Linked DNA regions of Mus musculus: region 1 is linked to region 2. A link is a contact called in public Hi-C data. All regions are on one chromosome and are shown on one strand. Each heading gives the region's core, a stretch centred on a gene start, on an enhancer-like site or on the middle of the called end of the contact. The rest is flanking DNA. Distances are from core to core; before and after follow the strand shown. Region 1 has its middle 3.1 kb from the start of Gm23897. Region 2 has its middle 44 kb from the start of Gm34462.

Region 1 (3,917 bases), core at 1,069-3,568, 130 kb after region 2:
TTCTAAGAAGAAATGAAGTATCCACACTTTAGTCTTCCTTCTTGAGTTTAGTGTGTTTCACAAATTTTATCTTGAGTATTCTAAATTTCTGGGCTAATATCCACTTATCAGTTAGTGCATAGCTTGTGTGTTCTTCATGATTGGGTTAACTCATTCAGGATGATATCCTCTAGATCCGTCCATTTGTCTAAGAATTTCATAAATTAATTGTTTTAGTAGTATTAATTGTTTGAGTAGTATTCCATTGTGTTAATGTACTACATTTTGTGTATCCATTCTTCTCTTGAGGGACATCTGGGTTCTTTCCAGCTTCTGGCTATTATAAATCAGGCTGCTATGACCATATTGGACAATGTGTCCTTATTACAAGTTGGAATATCTTCTGGATATATGCCCAGGAGAAGTATTGCTGTATCTTCCAGTATATCTAATTTACTGAGGAATAGCCAAAATGATTTCCAGAATGGTTGTATCAGCTTGCGATCCCACCAGCAATGGAGGAGTGTTCCTCTTTCTCTGCATCCTCACCAACATCTGCTGTCACTTGAATTTTTGATCTTAGCCATTCTGACTGGTGTGAGGTGGAATCTCAGGGTTATTTTGATTTGCATTTCCCTGATGATTAAGGATGTTGAACATGTTTTCAGGTGCTTCTCAGCCGTTAGGTATTCCTCAGTTGAGAATTCTTTGTTTAGCTCTATACCCCATTTTTAAATCGGGTTATTTGATTTTCTGGAGTCCAGCTTCTAGAGTTATTTGTATAAGTTAGATATTAATCCCCTATCAGATTTAGGATTGGTAAAGATCCTTTCCCAATCTTTTAGTGGCCTTTTTGTCTTATTGACATGTCTTTTGCCTTACAGAAGCTTTGCACTCTTATGAGGTTCCATTTGTTGATTCTTGATCTTACATCACAAGCCATTGCTGTTCTATTTAGGAATTTTTCTGTTGTGAAGCATATATTTGAGTCTTTTCCCCACTTTCTCCTTTGTAAGTTTCAGTCTCTCAGGTTTTATGTGGAGTTCCTTGATCCACTTAGACTTGAACTTTGTACAAGGAGATAAGAATGGATCTATTTGCATTCTTCTACATGATAACTACCAGTTGTTCCTGCGCCATTTGTTGAAAATGCTGTCTTTTTTCCACTGGATGGTTTTAGCTACTTTGTCAAAGATCAACTCACCATAAGTGTGTGGGTTCATTTCTGGGTCTTCAATTCTATTCCATTGATCTACCTGTCTGTCTATGTACAATTATCATGCAGTTTTTAACCACAATAGCTGTGTAGTGCAGCTTAAGATCAGGCTTGGTGATTAGACCAGAGGTTCTTTTATTGTTGAGAATAGACCTTTTTGCATTTTGCTTTTCTTTTTTTGTTTTTGATTGTTGTGTTCATGTTTTTTTATGGAATCTTCTGCACCTGAGTTTTTTTTTTTTTTTTTTTTCCTCTCTTCCATCTCTTGTATTCTGATGTTTGCATCTATGGTTCCTGATTTCTTTCCTCAGATTTCTCTCTCCAGAGTTGTCTCCCTTTGCATTTTCGTTATTGTTTCTACTTCCATTTTTGATTTTGGATGGTTTTGTTCAATTCCATCACCTGTTTATTGTGGTTTTGGTTTTTTTTTTCTGTAATTCTTTAAGGGGTTTTTGTGTTTCCTCTTTAAGAACTTCTACCTGTTTAGGAGTGTTTTCCTGTAACTATTTAAGGTTTTTTTTGGTTTTTTTTTTTTTTTTGGTTTTGTTTTGTTTTTTTGTGCTTCCTCTTTAAGAACTTCTACCTGTTTAGCAGTGTTCTTTTGTATTTCTTTAAGTGAGTTATTAATGCCCTTTTTAAAATCCTCTACAAGAATCATTAGATATGATTTTAGATCGGAATCTTGCTTTTCGGGTATGTTGGGTGCCATGAACTGGGCTTCGTCGCCCCCCTCAATTCCTGGGAATCAGAGTCTCAGACAGATGAGAATAGAGTCGGCAAGTATTGACAGACAGCTGCAGACAGGAAAGAGTGTGTTGAATCTGAATGTATTGTCCAAATGAAAATTCGACTTTTTTATACAGAAAGCCAGGTGGACACATCCACCAAGTTTATGTGACATAAAACAAAAGAAATGAATACATCAAAAGATGGTGGGGAACAGGCCAAGTTTACCACTTAAAATGGAGCCAGGTGAGTGTTCTAATGTAATGCTAGCCTATTGTTAAACCCACCACCAGGGGTTCTTCAGTAAATACCTGATTATGCTATTCCTTTGTGCCTAGTGAAGAAACCTGCCCCAGGGTAATTCCCTTCCACCAACTCTTTCATGGTTCACCACCTACTAGCTAGGCTATTTTGTATTCCCTTATTTGGGTGAGACTCGGCTATTGTCCCAAGTAATCACTATGCAGACTAGCCCTGAGCATTTTTAGCTCTATTCTTTGTAATGCCTAATTAGTTTCACTGTGTCTACTAGAAGTGAATTCGAATTCTAATTCTTACTGAATTAGAAGCTCACTGTGGGCTTCAAGAATTTTCTAAGATATTGGAATACTCACTGGTGCAGGCTTACCTATGTCAAAAGAATCAGTCCTTAAAGGCACTTATAATACAAGAAAGCACACAGATCCATACGTCAGACTAATGCGGGGACAGGGTTTGAGTATATGGGCTATGAGAATGCCAAGGTTCCAGGAGGCATAGTTTCCTTTAAACTCTTTGCCTTGTGAGTGCTTCCAAGCCTCTTGGCCTATCAAGCAGACTTCACTGGAGGGGGCATAGCAGTTGGGGTATCCACAACTCGATGTGGTGTGAGTACTGGGTTCTGATGATGCCAGGTGGTCTTGGTTTCTGTTAATAAGATACTTAGTTTGCCTTTCCCCATCTGGTAATCTCTGTTATTAGATGTTCTAGCTGTCTCTGTCTGGAACTTGTTCCTCCTGTGATTCTTTAGCCTCTGTCAGCACTCCTGGGAGTCCAACTCTCTCCTGAGTCTCAGTGGTCAGAGCACTTTCCTCTTGCTGGGAAGGTGCACAAAGGTCTAGAGCTCAGCTTTGCCTCCTTGCTGAAGATGAAGTCCCGCACTCTCCTTTGTAGACTGGTCTCTGAGAGACCCAGGATACAAAATCTTGTAACTCTTTTATTTACCTGATGGCTAAGGATTTTGAACATTTTAAAAAATTAGTATGTATTGGATATTATTATTTCTTCTTTTAAATGAATTTAAAATTATACTTTTATTACTTTTTTGTTTATGAATGTATGCATCCAATTGTGTGCAAGTGGCCACATAGGTATGCATGTTATGGTGTGTTTGTGAAGGTAGGAGGACACTCTGTAGAATTAGTTTTCTTCTCCTTTGTGTGGGTTCTGAGGGTTGAACTCAGGTTGCACAGTTTGAGTGACCAGTACCTTTATCACTGAGTTGTCTCTCTGGTGTACTGTGGCTTCCATTGTGCATATTCAGTTCATTGTCCTACTTAAGGATGGATGCTTGTGTAGTGTTTAATTTTGTGGCTATTTGCTTACATATACAATTCCTCTTTGTTTGTTTGTTTCTCTCTTTCTCTTTCTCTTTCTCTTTCTCTTTCTCTTTCTCTTTCTCTTTCTCTTTCTCTTTCTCTTTCTCTTTCTCTTTTTCTCTTTTTCTATTCCTTCCTTCCTTCCTTCCTTCCTTCCTTCCTTCCTTCCTTCCTTCCTTCCTTCCTTCCTCCCTTCCTTCCTTCCTCCCTTTTCTCTCTCTTTTTACTTTTTTCTTTCTGTCTGTCTGTCTGTCTGTCTGTCTTTCATTTTTTGTTTGTTTACTTTTGACAAGGTTTCTCTGTTTATCCCTCAGCTGTCTGAACTATTCTGGCCTTGGACTAAGAGATTCACTTGTCTCTGTCTTAGTGATTAGGATAAATAGGTGTGTTACAAATGCCCAGTCAATTTCCTTTTTCTT
Region 2 (3,952 bases), core at 1,268-3,767:
ATCATCTTTCTTCATCTCCAAGTAAAGTTTTAACATCCTGTTATGAAACTGGTGTGGTGTTAATAAAGAAATGTAAGATAAAATCATGACTGTATTTTAGAAAAAAGTGTCTTAAAAACATGATGAGACAGCAATTAAATTGGTTATTGCACAATATTGATATTTGGTCTATTGCATAGTAAACATTTTAGGTAAAATTGGTGATCATTATCCAAAAGATAAGTTGCTAAAAATTGCTTTCATATATTCTTTTGCAGGCATGCATCCCATAAAGAATACATCTACTGTATTTGAAAACAGCACTTCTATGGGAGAAAAGTATATGTGATTGGATCACATATTTATTTTATTCTTTTGAGTTTCCTCTTGCTTCAGCACAGATAATTAAATGGTGTGCTGTAGCCAGTGTTGAAATGTTGAAAAATCAAGCTTTAATTTGTATACTGATAGCCAATATATAGATATATCTACATCTCTATAAATCTCCATATATCTCCACATATCGCTAACCCCCCTCTAGCTCAGGGCTTATAATTGCTTGAAATTGTTCCTTTTTTAGATACTGCTAATTCTCAAATTTGCAATTGTTTATGCATATACAACTCAAGTTAAGGGAAAATGCTGTTCCTTTAAAGGACTGTCTTCAGACATTTAAGAACTCATCCTAGGTTGCCTGGACAAGACTCCTTAAGACAATGCCACGCCAGATTTATATCCCAGGCAGATTATAGGCCTTACACAAGAACAACTGGCCATATAATCTCATTCTTTACATAAAAAAATGTAATGGTTTGAGATAAAAATTTGGTATTTTTAGAGAATATGCATGTCAAATTGTAAAGACTTGTTCTCAATATCCTCAGTTTCTACCTGTTCCACATAACGGCATTAATTCTCAAGGACTTAATCAGTTATTACAAATGGATACTAATATTTATGATTTTAGAAAAAAAATATGCACATGTGATTATTGATACCTTTTCAGGCTTTCTAGTTGTAACTGCTCTAACAAGAGAAGCAACTAAAAGTGTAATTAGTCATTGTCTATGTTAATTTATTTTTAGGCTTGGAGTTCCAAATAAGATTAAAACAGGTAATGGAACTGGCTATTATAGTGAGGCATTTGAGATATTTTGTGAACAATTTAATGTTACCTATGTTACTGGTTTTTTTAAATAATTCTCAACGCTAAGGTATTGTGGAACTTTAAAACAATATTTTCTTTAAAAAAAGGGGGGGGGTGGGAATTGTATTGCATTATTTAAATCATGAATTGTATTTTTCAAATTTTCAAATTTGGATGCTAAGGAACTCCTTGCTGAGTGCCTATAGCGTTATACAAATAGGCATACTCATGCCTAGGTGAGATGAAAGGATTCACTTATTGGCATATGGCATGATCCTGATCAGGTATTTAATATGGGGAAGATGGCATGTTTGTGATTTTTCCCACAGAATGCTGCAGGAGCTTGCTAACTGCCAGAGTGATTGGTGTAATATACTGACACAAAAGGATAATGCTGACCTGTGAGCTTGCTGAGTGCCCTGACAATGTGTCAGGAAAGCTGTGTTGACTCACCTTTGTTTGCCTATGTCTCAGATTAGACAAACTAAGGTGCCTTGCTTCAAGCTTTTATACCTTGTGGGAGAGAGAACATAGACTGTGGAAACTGATTTAGAAAAATTAATCAAGAGGAGGATTTTTAATGACTCTTCTCTTTCCTTAAATATGATCAGTTATTCTGACACAATCATGGACTGGCCTAGAAATAAATCCAATATTGGAGATTCCAAATATGATGATGACTTAAAATCTTTATTAGCCAGCAGAGTTAACTTGGAACAGCCTCCAATATTTAGATGGGAAGTAACAGTTTTTCTGTTGATTTTTCAAAGCCACCTACCAAATGTTGGGAGGCCAGACATGGTTCTGACCATTGCTAATTTGCAACTGAATTGAGTGCCTGGAATATTCCCACAGACAACTTTAATCTTGTTGCTTTCAACTCCTGACTTTGTATTTCAAGCAGATCAGTTACCTCCATGCAGGCTCACCTTCAGTAAAGCTCAGATGACAGTTAATCATCACTATGAAGAGATTCATTGAGTGCATATTGTAGCTTTGGTCTGAATGGGGTAAAGGTGTGCAATGAGGGGCAATAGACAAAGACAGACCACTGGTCTATAGCTCTTTTTTCAGTCTAAGACAGAGGCATGTGCCAAGAGACTGCATTTGTTAATAATAAATGCTAAAAGGGCATATTTGTTCAAATAAATACAAACAAGCTGTATGTGTTCTCCAGGATGCATCAGAAAAGAGTCCAATAGATGTAGTTCGAAGACAGGTGCAGCCTCCAGCCACCATAATTGCCAGGCAGGACCATGGAGCATAAGTAAATTTTATGCCCCAGTCCAGCTAATTTTTAATAAATAAATAAAAAGGGTAGAACTGTACCCTCCCCCCAGCTTTGAGCAGGCTAACTCAGACCTGTTTTGCCGCAGTTGCTAGCCCACCTGGGGTGGAGTCTTCTGACCTAGGTAAAGCCTTTTGTCTGCCACATCTTCAGTTTCCTTTGAGAAGCTACCTGCTGAGCAGCTGAACTTTATTTCCAGATCCTGACAAAGTGACCAGGAGATCCTGGCATGGTGGGGATGGGTTCCTCCCCTTTATAAGCTCAGACTCATAAGTGAACATTGGGCCTTGATCAGCGAACTTTGTCTTGGAGCATTATATCTCTCGCCACCTTTCCCATTCAACCCCATCTTTCCTTTCAGGAACCCAGTAACCCGTGGCCACTGGTGGCTACAGTGGAGCATAGGTCCTTGTTAAATCTTGGAGCATATTCTGGGTATATACCTAGGAGCTGTATAGCCATAATATGTTCAATTTTCTAGAGAATCACCAGACTGATTTCCAGAATGTTTGAACAAACTTTTAACCCCACCAGGAATGGCGGAGTGTTTCTCTTTCTTCACATCCTTGCCAGCATTTACTGTCACCTCAGTTTTTGATGTAAGCCATTCAAACCGGTATAAGGTGGACACTCATGGTTGTTTTGAATTGCTTTTCCCTGAAGACTAAAGATGTTGAACATTTCATTAGGTGCTTCTGGGACATTCAAGATTTATCAGTTGAGAATATTTTGTTTAGCTCTGTTCCCCGTTCTTTACTAGGGTTATTTGTTACTCTGGAGTGTAACTTCTTGAGTCCTTTGTATATATTGCATATTAGCCCTCTATTGGATGTAGGCTTGTCAAAGATCTTTCCCCAATCTTTTGGTTGCAATCTTGCCCTATGGACAGTGTCCTTTACCTTATAGAAACGTTGAAATTTTGTGAGGTCACATTTTTCAATACTTGATGTTAGAGCATAGGCTATTGGTGTTCTGTCCAGAAGATTTTTCCCCTGTCCATGTATTCAAGGCTTTTCATCAGTTTCTCTTCTATTAGATTCAGTATATCTGGTTTTATGTTGAGGTACTTGATAAACTTAGACTTGAGCTTTGTACAAGGAAATGAGACTGGATCAATTTGCATTCTTCTACATGCTAATCTCATACTAGTCAGAATAGCTAAGATCAAAAAATCAGGTGACAGCAGATGCTGGTGAGGATGTGAAGAAAGAGGAACACTCCTCCATTGCTGGTGGGATTGCAAGCTGAGGCAAACACTCTGGAAATCAGTTTGGTGGTTCCTCAGAAAAGTGGACATAATAGTATCTGAGGACTCAGCAATACCACTCCTGGACATATACCCAGAAGATACCTGTGATGGTTTGTATGTTCTTGGACCAGGGAATGGCACCATTTGGAGGTGTGGCCTTGTTGGAATAGGTGGGACCTGGTTGGAGTAGGTGGGTCACTGTGGGTATGGGTTTAAGACTCTCACCCCAGTTGCCTGGAAGTCAGTCTTCCACTAGCTGACTTTTGATCAAGACATAGAACTCTCAGCT

What was found. A called contact is a pair of places that touch in the nucleus more often than the background predicts.
Region 1: a Hi-C map of differentiating embryonic stem cells shows a contact between it and region 2, with 1.8 times the contacts expected there. The contact joins two enhancer-like sites. A contact is called at or near these places in 2 of 484 Hi-C or Micro-C datasets (differentiating embryonic stem cells and embryonic stem cells) and 1 of 115 datasets of contacts at active chromatin or transcription factors (embryonic stem cells).

Annotation. Positions count from the first base shown.
Region 1 is chr3:64,319,738-64,323,654 of GRCm38.p6, forward strand. No RefSeq gene overlaps it. Among named protein-coding and RNA genes, the nearest start is that of Gm23897, 3.1 kb to the left of the region's middle. Within about 2 kb of position 2,319, at least 9 of the 459 cell types and tissues checked have an H3K27ac peak or open chromatin away from gene starts, as enhancers often do. A contact at or near this core is called in differentiating embryonic stem cells, where this site is marked.
Region 2 is chr3:64,184,749-64,188,700 of GRCm38.p6, forward strand. It overlaps a transcript of Vmn2r1 not described here. Among named protein-coding and RNA genes, the nearest start is that of Gm34462, 44 kb to the right of the region's middle. Within about 2 kb of position 2,518, at least 7 of the 459 cell types and tissues checked have an H3K27ac peak or open chromatin away from gene starts, as enhancers often do. A contact at or near this core is called in differentiating embryonic stem cells, where this site is marked.